Linked DNA regions of Ovis aries: region 2 is linked to region 1. The links are chromatin contacts, called in public Hi-C maps. All regions are on one chromosome and are shown on one strand. The core of a region is the stretch at or near the end of the contact, and the rest is flanking DNA. Distances in the headings are between cores, read along the strand shown. Region 1 overlaps SCHIP1 (schwannomin interacting protein 1). Region 2 overlaps SCHIP1 (schwannomin interacting protein 1).

Region 1 (4,631 bases), core at 823-3,322:
TCACTTGAACAAACTCAGCTCAAGAAATATTTTGATACCCAGTGGCTAAGATTCCATGTAGCTAATTAAATTATGGTTCTTATAGCAGCTTTAAATATGTATCTCTTTGTGTGAGTGTGTTGTGCAAACCTACAACATGAGGTTTTCTGAGAGACAAGGAAAGAACAGATAGGTAATAGCTTCAGAAAATATTGAAAGTTGGGTGTTATTTTTGAGACACCCATACAAGGGTGAATTTCACTAAAATTTTAAACAAAGGAGGGAAAGAGTTTCAGTTTATAAAACTAAAAGGTTCTCATCAACTATTTATATGAAAGTCTTTAGTAGAATTAATTTCACTCAAGCCCTACAAGAACTCCTTTACATCAACAATCACTTTTGAGGACTTACTATGTGCTTGGCAGCCCCTGTCTGAGGCTCTGAGGACTCTGAAATGAACAAAAATAAGCATTGTGTCTAAAGCTGAAGATCTAATACTTTGGCCACCTGATGTGAAGAACTGACTCATTGGAAAACACCCTGATGCTGGGAAAGATTGAAGGCAGGAGGACAAGGGGGTGACAGAGGATGAGATGGCTGGATGGCATCATGGAGTCAAAGGACATGAGTTTGAGCAAGCTCGGGGAGATAGTAGAGGTCAGGGAAGCCTGATGTGCTGCAGTCTCTGGAGTCGCAAAGAGTTGGACATGATATAGCGACTGAACAACAACACAGCCAGGCTGGGAGAGACAGCAAACAAATATAACACAATATGATCAGGCCCCACTTGGGAGGAACGCAATGCTGCCAGAAGCACAAAGAGGGTCCTAGGTCAGTCTTGGGGGTTCAGGGAGCACTACTCCAAAGAAGTATCTAAACCTGTGGTTTTCGAATTAGGCCGTGTATTGGAGTCATCAGGAAAGCTTTAAAAAACTTCTAATGCACAGAAGTCCCTGTCTCACAGAATAGTTAAATCAGAACCTTTGGGAGTGAGACCCAGGCATCAATATTTTAAAAGCTCCCCAGGTGATTCCAATGTGCAACTGAAATTGAGAACCATGGACCTGAACTGACACCTGAATGGTAGGAGCTGGACAGGTAAAGGGAGGTGAGCAGGGCTTCCTGGTGGCCATGCTCTCAGCCTCTGGGATCTGGCAGCAACATTCTGGCATGGCCACCTTTGGGGAAGTTGAAGTATATTTAGATTCCACCCCCCATGAGCAAAATTATATTTTTGCAGCCAGAAATGGACATAGAAACTACTCCCCACCTGCTCTTGTTTCAAGGGTTCCTCCAACACCTTTAAATAAGTGACTCCTCTCCTCTAAACCCATGGTTCTGCCCTCCCTGTCTCCCACCATCATACCATCTGCAGTATAAACATAGTACAGTGCAGACCTAAGTAACAGCTGAACATTCTGAGGAAAGGGAGGGGCCTCTGAATGTCTTCTTTGCACCAAGGAGTGCCAGCACTGCTCTGAGGGACAGAGAAACTGTCCTCTGTTACCACTGGCAAGTCACAGAATTGATGAAAGGATTTACATATTTTTCAGAAGATGCATGTCCTTATACAGTTCACTACTGATTTCCCAGAATCTTTTTTTTAAAAAATAATTTTATTTATTTATTAGCTGTGCTGGATCTTTTGTTACTGCTTGTGCTTTTGTCTAGTTGTGGGGAGCAGGGGTTACTCTTTAGTTGCCTCGTGCGGGCTTCTCATCATGGTGGCTTCTCTTATTGTGGAGCACAGGCTCTAGCGCACTGCTGATGCTGCTGCTAAGTCGCTTCAGTTGTGTCCGACTCTGTGCGACCCCATAGACGGCAGCCTACCAGGCTCCACCATAGGGCACTGGTCTGCAGTAATTGCGGCTCACGGGCTCTAGAGCAGAGGCTCAACACATGTGGCTCAGGGAATTAGTTGCTCCGAGGCTCCTGGACCAGGGGTTGAACCCCCGGCTCCTGAATTGGCAGGTGGATTTCTTTACCTGTGGGCCACAAAGGAAGCCCCTGATTTCCCATAATCTTAACCCCTATATGCAAAGTTCTTAGCCAAAAAGGGAGGTGTCTTACAATTGCTGGTGCAGTGCCTGAATATATCTGTAGGGGGCAGTAACAATACTTGAGTGGTACCAGCTAAGACGGTATGAGAAGACCTTCTGGTTTTTTGTGTGTTTTTGTTACGAGCAATGGCAATAACATCCAAAGCATACAAAACAGAGTGCTGCCCATAGGTCTTTAAAAACAAGCTTTAAACATAGTTCTGCAGTCTTCATTTTGTTACCTGAGCTATTTTTATAACATTGCATTTGGGAAAATATTTTACGCAGTGTCTCACACAGAGAAGAGGTCCCTGTGGTGAGTGCTGAGAGCACTGTCACTACATATGTTGTCAAGCTTCCCTTGGATGGTTCTGGATCACATGGTTAATTCCTTATGTTATTGTGACAGCAGTTTTCTTTCTTTCTTTGGGAGCCTCTACTCTCTGAATACCATTTCTGGGATTAATAGTAATTGTTGCCTTGTGGCTTAAAGACTTCCTATAAACTGACTCAGAAAAGGTGTCATAAGACCGTAGGAATGCTCACAGTATTTTCATGCACTTCACATACTTATTGTGAGAGGCTTTTCCACGAAGGAAATGACAAAGAAATGCAAGATCTTGACCAGCATTAGTCTAGTTTCCCTATTCCCCAGGGAAGGAGGCATTCTTCACCTCTTTACAGAGAGGGGGCCTGGAGCCAGGCCCAGCTATAAACTCAAGTCTTGGAGTCTCCCCATGCTGAGAGCAATCTGGTGGAAAGATGCTGTGGAAAGATGCCAGGGTCCTTGCCTTCTGGGCATGGCAGATGTCATCAGGAGTTGGGTCAGATAACAGCAAGTGCCACTTGGGGGCACCCACCATGTGCTGGAAGCATGCCAGCATGGAAGGGCTTAGGGACAACTCCCCAGAGGATGGTCCTTCAGGATAAAGTTCTTAGGCCAGAACTGCTGACCAGATTGAGGTGGGGGTGTTCCAATGCACTGACAATCCATCACGAGGGGAGAATGGTTGAGAAGAAGCAAAGCATTTGGGTGGGAGCAGTTCTGGCTACTTGCACGCATGCTCAGTCACTCAACCATGGCCGACTCTTTGAGATCCGTGGACCGTTTCCCTCCATCTAAATAGCTGACACCAGCAGAGATTAGGTGAGTTACTCGTGGAAGTAAAGGAAGAAATTCTCGACAGCTCCATGTGTGTGTCAGTCCCTCAGTTGTGTCTGACTCTTTGCAACCCCATGGACTATAGCCCTCCAGGCTCCTCTGTCCATGGGATTCTCCAGGCAATAATACTGGCGTGGGTTGCCATTTCCTTCTCCAGGGGATCTTCCTGACCCAGGGATCAAACCCTCATCTCCTGTGTTGGCAGGCAGGTTCTTTACCACTAGCGCCACCTCACTCCTGCCTTAATTCTTAATTCATCCCGGGCTTCTTTCCTTCTTTGGGAAGGGTGAGGCCCCACTGACCTGGTCAAGTCCTCGATGTCCACCAGCATGGCGTCCTGCTCCGTGTGCAGCTCATCTCGGATAAGGAGCAGCTGGACCAGCTCTTCATTCAAGCCTGGGATAAAGGAAAAAGAGCAATAGAAATAGATAAAGCTGCATCAAAGTCAGGATATGAAACTACGTATGGACCATTGTATGTGTACCACACACACACACACATATATACAAACAGCTAAACACAGTAGGAAAGTATTTTTGCTGAAATGTTAGGGTTCTCATTAGCTTCTCAGAAGCTCAGAAGTCACCCATTTGAGAGCACTAGTTTGCCTACTGATAGACATGTTGGAAGAAAAGGAGTATGAAGTAAATCCAGTTACATTCACATTAAAGTGGGAAAAGAAGTGGTTAGCTGTTAGGAAAGTAGCTTGTTAGAAGACGTGGGAGTTTATTTTGAAGATATGTAAAAAGTCTGGGGCATGTCGAGTTTTCCACTGTTCATCTTCAGAGGGCTCCAGCCACACTGAGAGCTGAAGGGGCCGCCGCACCTGATGGGCACCACATTCTAATGCCCAACCGGAGAGGGAGGGGCCCAAGGATGCTCAAAGGTTACCTGGGGCCACGAGGAGGAGCAGCCCAACGTGCAGGCTGTTCAAAGAAAGAGTAACATCTAAAGATGTGGGAGAACGAAATAGGAAAGACCTGAAGAAATAACACCTGGTGTCCAGGCAACAGGTGCTGAGGAAAAGACTCCTTAGGATTTATACTGGGAATACAATAGATGGAAACATGGCTCGTCTTGCTGAAATCTGTGCACTGGGTTAATCTGGCTTCTGCCATTGGAAAATATAAACAATCCTGGGGCTGCTTCTTGCTTTTTCCCCTCATACTGACTTAGAACAAAAGCTTCTAGGTCTGAAAACGTGGACACGTGGGGAGAGCATTCACTTGGCAAGAGCTCTATGCCCAGCAACAAAAGAAAGGAAGAGGGTACTCAGCAAGGTCCTCCTTGAAAACGCTGGATTCAGACCTGAAATGATGCATTTACCTGCCTTTAGTTTAGATTTGTTTCCAATTTTAAAAAGGAGAAAAAAAAATCATACAAAGAAATCTAAAACTTCCTCTACTCCTGAAAAGGACTAGCTGGCAATGTTATTTAAGTCTAAGGAAGAT
Region 2 (4,631 bases), core at 1,423-3,922, 74 kb after region 1:
GGAAGCTCTCTGAACCACGTCCTTTTTGGATTTTCATGAAGGCTTAATTTCATAGGTGCAGCTGATTAAATCACAGGTCAGTGGTGATTGATTCAACCTCAAGTGCCTCTCTCAGGTCAGGAGGTGGGACTGAAAGTTCCCACCCTCTAATTCTGTGGCTGACCCTCCAGGCAACTGGTTCCCATCCTGACCTATGTTCAAAAATCACCTCACTAACACAGATAGCAGGAGATGCCTTTATTACTCTCATCACTTAGGAAATTCCAGGGGTTTTAGGAGCTCTGTGCCAGAAAGGGAAGAAGGCCTAATCACAGTATCACACTAAGTATGCCAGCTCATCCCGTCTCTTTCCCTTGCATCTTGATACGCATTTTAAATTGATTAAATAAGCTGTGATCTGAGCATCTTAATTTGGTCTGAGACTTCTTGGAGGAGGGCCTGGTAGTGGACTTGGAGGCTACAATTGCACCAAGGTCATTTCCCAGAGAAAAGGATGCTTGGTATTTGTATTGTCCACAACTTCTTCCCACGTCCTCTGAGCCCCCAAAATGGGAGAGAGACAAGGGTAAAAATAGGTTGTAATTTTTTATCCTTATAAGAAAATTACCTGAGAGTCTTCCAAATGTACATCAATTAATCTACTCAAAAGTTTTTACTATTCTGACAATGGTTCCACCTGTGTTTATTATTTCAGATATTAAAAAAATAGTTGCTTGAGTAAATTGTTAGCGTGAATCAATTGCTGTCACTTTTAAGTATTCAAGCTTGCTTTTCAAAAGAAAACTCACATATAAAACAAACCAAAGAGTTTCCAATCAGAATAAAATTATTTTTCATTCAAATTGATACTATTTACTTATTAAATCCTTAACTGGGAACATGAGACTGTTTTTTTATGTACAAAAATTTGAAAATAGACTTTACAAGTCAGTGACAGTCTTATTCCAACTGCATGCTCTCTTTATTTTGTTTGTGCCACACCAAGAGAATCCTGTTTCACACAGATAAGTGGTTGGAAATGGTGACAGTCCTTCATAATAGCTTATGCTGCAATCCCCAGATAGTCTTCATTAAACATGTCCAGGAGTTTGAAAGCAACATCATAAAACATTTATTTCAAAACTGATTTACTAACAACATACAGCAACTGCTCACATTCCTTTTCATAAACAAGATAAGACAGAGTACTCAGATTGACACTAGGTCATCAACCTGGAAACAGACCTCTTCATGTGATACACTGGGCATTCACTTGTGATTTGCACAATCTACCTATTAGGCTTGATGTGGGAATGTGCCAAAAAGATGCGTAGACCTAACCTGACTCTGAACTCAGCTGGGCCTCTCAGACAGCCCAGCTCATTTTTCCTACCTGGACATGAATTTTCAGCAAGACCAGTACGGAGCCACCAACTTTGTGGTAAATGACACATTTACAAGTTCAATTTTGAGGACTGTAAAAGACTGCTTACCCTGGCATGATAAATTAATATGCTGACATCAGAAAAAGTGGGTGGAGAGTTCTTTGCATAGATATGAGGGAATGAGACCCTACAACTTGGGCTGAAATGTCGTTATATACTTCTTACCATGGCTTTACAGGAAAACTCTTCTCCCAGTGCCCAGAGCCTCACAATTTCATTTGTTCTCTGTTCTGAATTACATTCACATCTCAGAACTCTTTCATTTCCACTTTGATTTTTTAGGGGCTGAGGTGTTCAGCAGTTCACAGAATAGGAGCAAATGAACCTCTAAAAATACCTCCTGCAGCCCTGGGGTTTCTGCAGACACATCTGAAACCTGAAGCATCAGGTGGTGCTATAGCCGCTGCCTCCCTCTCCCTCTAGAATTATGAGATGGTTTATATTTCAGTACATCTGCCAAAGCACTTGTTTATTGGACCCAGTCCTAGTCTTCTCCCCATAGTACTCTTGGCCAACGCTGCCTGAAATTCACACACTGCATAGGAGTCAGTTATTGAAGAAAGATAGTAACAGATTCCTAGATAAATTTAGGTGAAGTCTATATGGTTTCATCCCAAATTGTGCCAATGTTTATGGACCGTTTCTTTTAGTCTCCATTTAGTCTCTGACTTTGGAGTCAGAGAGAGCAGCGGCAGAAAAAGTGAAAAGCAGTATAAACCTGCCAGGGTTAACACAAGACCTTCCAGAGAAAAATAAGCTGGTTCATCAAGAGGGGCCAAGCCAGAACTCACACAAAGTGTGTGTGTGAGTGTGTGTGTGTGTGTGTGTGAGAGAGAGAGAGAGAGAGAGAGAGAGAGAGAGAGAGAGAGAGAGAGAGAGAAGTAAGTTGGTTCATCAAGAATGGTCAAGCCAGAACTCACACAAAGTGTGTGTGTGTGTGTGTGTGTGTGTGTGTGTGTGTGTGTGTGTGTGTGTGTGTGTGTGTGAGAGAGAGAGAGAGAGAGAGAGAGAAGTTAAGTTGGTTCATCAGAATGGTCAAGCCAGAACTCACACAAAGTATGTGTGTGTGTGGTTTGTATGGGTGTGTGCAGGGGAAGAAGGGAGCACACCTCCCTTCAGCCCCTAATAGAGTTAGCAATATAAGTGCATTTAGCTAAAGCAACAGGAGGTCCCTGACCACAAAAAGGACTGTTCATTTTTCTCAGGTGGTAGTTGATTTAAAACCAGACTCAGTATAGGGAAGGGAACTGACCCTCATCTTGAAGAAAGGTGACCTCTAGTGGACAAGTGTGTTTTGCAATCAGTTCAAACTGAATAGGATTAGAAAACAAAAATAATGTTGAAATTATGCTCCATTGTCTTAGTGAAATTTCAGTGATATTTTTAATACTGACTATAAACATAAATACATAAGTCTTCACTAATAAAAGAATGTAAATGTCACACTAATGTTAATATATCCAAAGTTACAACCTAGGCCATCTTTGATGGTTTCCAGAATGGATGGAGCGTTGAACCAGGAGTCATAGGCCTGGATTCTGGGCTTGACTGTGCCTCTGATTAGGTGTATTCTCTTGGGCAACTTTATATATAAGAGCCTCTATTTCCTAATCTATGCTGCTGCTAAGTCACTTCAGTCGTATCTGACCCTGTGCGACCCCATACACGGCAGCCCACCAGGCTGCCCCATCCCTGGGATTCTCCAGCCAAGAACACTGGAGTGGGTTGCCATTTCCTTCTCCAATGTATGAAAGTGAAAAGTGAAAGTGAAGTCGCTCAGTCATGTCCTAATCTATAAGACGGGTTTATTTACAAACTATCATCTCCTTGCACCCTCTCTCTTTCCTTCAGGCCATCAGGCTGTTGTCTTCTAAAATTAAGTTTATTTTTTATGATGAGGCTTTCAAATCAGTATCAACAGCAGCAACAAAACAAAACCAAACTAATATCACATTATATATTAGCACTGGGTAGTTCCACAAAAACTGTTTGCTTTCAATTTAAGATCTTTCCTAATATAAATGTTATGAAAGGTAATGATTTTTAACTTTTCTTCTTACATTGACTGTGGGAAAAAGCATTTCAAAAGCTAAACACACTAGATCATGAGTTTATTATGAAATTTTAGTTTACTTTGAAAGTTAGAGCTACTATTTTCAAAAAATTTGCTTTATAAAGTAAAAATAATAAAAAGAAGGAAAACATGATAATTTACGAGTATATATCTCTTCTGAAAACTACCTGCTCACCAGCTGACATATTTTCCTGCTTCATCACTGAACACAGGACAGAGCATAATAATTCAGGATTATACTCAATATAATCTCTAAGGAACTATTTAATATTAAAATTCTTTAGTGCTCTTTAAATCTTCCCCCCCCTACCCCAACACAAGAGTTGTGTAGAAAGGCTACTAGTTATAATGAGATTTAATACTTAAGAGCTTCCTCAGGTAGATTCTCTAACCAGCTTTCCCAGGGCCAGGTAAGCAGCAATCTGGAATGGTTTTTATCATCGTTCTCATTCCTGCCCCTTAAGAGAGGTATTCAAATGATTTTAGTTGCTAAAAGGTAGGAGAGAAAATGCTGGTCTAAAAAAGTGTTTTGAAGGATAATAAAATGCTAGAATATCTATGAATTATTACATTAACTTGCTTTATCTTAAATCTATGGAATTAAGAAATTTTCTCATTTTATAGAAATAAATTTTTTCAGAGCATAAATCTACTGGTTTGGAAATTGTGCTGCTCTGCTCTGACCAGTAGATGAGGGGTCAACTTGTTAAGGGTTAAGATTAGTCATGGGTTCATGAGAAAGACAAATTACATAGGATATCACTTACTGTGGAATCTAAAAAACACACACACACACACACAAAACAACACAATGATACAAATGAACTTATTTCCAAGACAGAAATAGATCACAGACATAGAAAACAAACTTTCGCTTACCAAAGGAGAGCAGTGGAGGAGAGGGACAAACTAGGGATTTGGGATTAATAGATATACACTACTATATATAAAATAGATAACCAACAAGGTCCCACTATATAGACAGAGAACTACATTCAATATCTTATAATCACCTACAATGAAAGAGACTGTAAAAAAGAAATATATAAACATATATTATATTTAATATATACAACTGAATCTCTTTACTATACACTTGAAACTAACACAGCATTGTAAATCGACTGTATTTC

Evidence for each region. A called contact is a pair of places that touch in the nucleus more often than the background predicts.
Region 2: a Hi-C map of hypothalamus shows a contact between it and region 1, with 5 times the contacts expected there. The contact joins two enhancer-like sites. A contact is called at or near these places in 5 of 16 Hi-C or Micro-C datasets (hypothalamus, muscle, omental adipose tissue and 1 more).

What each region holds. Positions count from the first base shown.
Region 1 is chr1:228,234,564-228,239,194 of ARS-UI_Ramb_v3.0, forward strand. SCHIP1 (schwannomin interacting protein 1) reads right to left here. Exons shown (of 9, transcript XM_042235034.1): 7 at 3,483-3,576; 8 at 391-428. Among named protein-coding and RNA genes, the nearest start is that of IL12A, 120 kb to the left of the region's middle. Within about 2 kb of position 2,073, at least 6 of the 54 cell types and tissues checked have an H3K27ac peak or open chromatin away from gene starts, as enhancers often do. A contact at or near this core is called in hypothalamus, where this site is marked.
Region 2 is chr1:228,307,584-228,312,214 of ARS-UI_Ramb_v3.0, forward strand. The region is part of intron 2 of SCHIP1 (schwannomin interacting protein 1); the gene reads right to left. Among named protein-coding and RNA genes, the nearest start is that of SCHIP1, 110 kb to the right of the region's middle. Within about 2 kb of position 2,673, at least 6 of the 54 cell types and tissues checked have an H3K27ac peak or open chromatin away from gene starts, as enhancers often do. A contact at or near this core is called in hypothalamus, where this site is marked.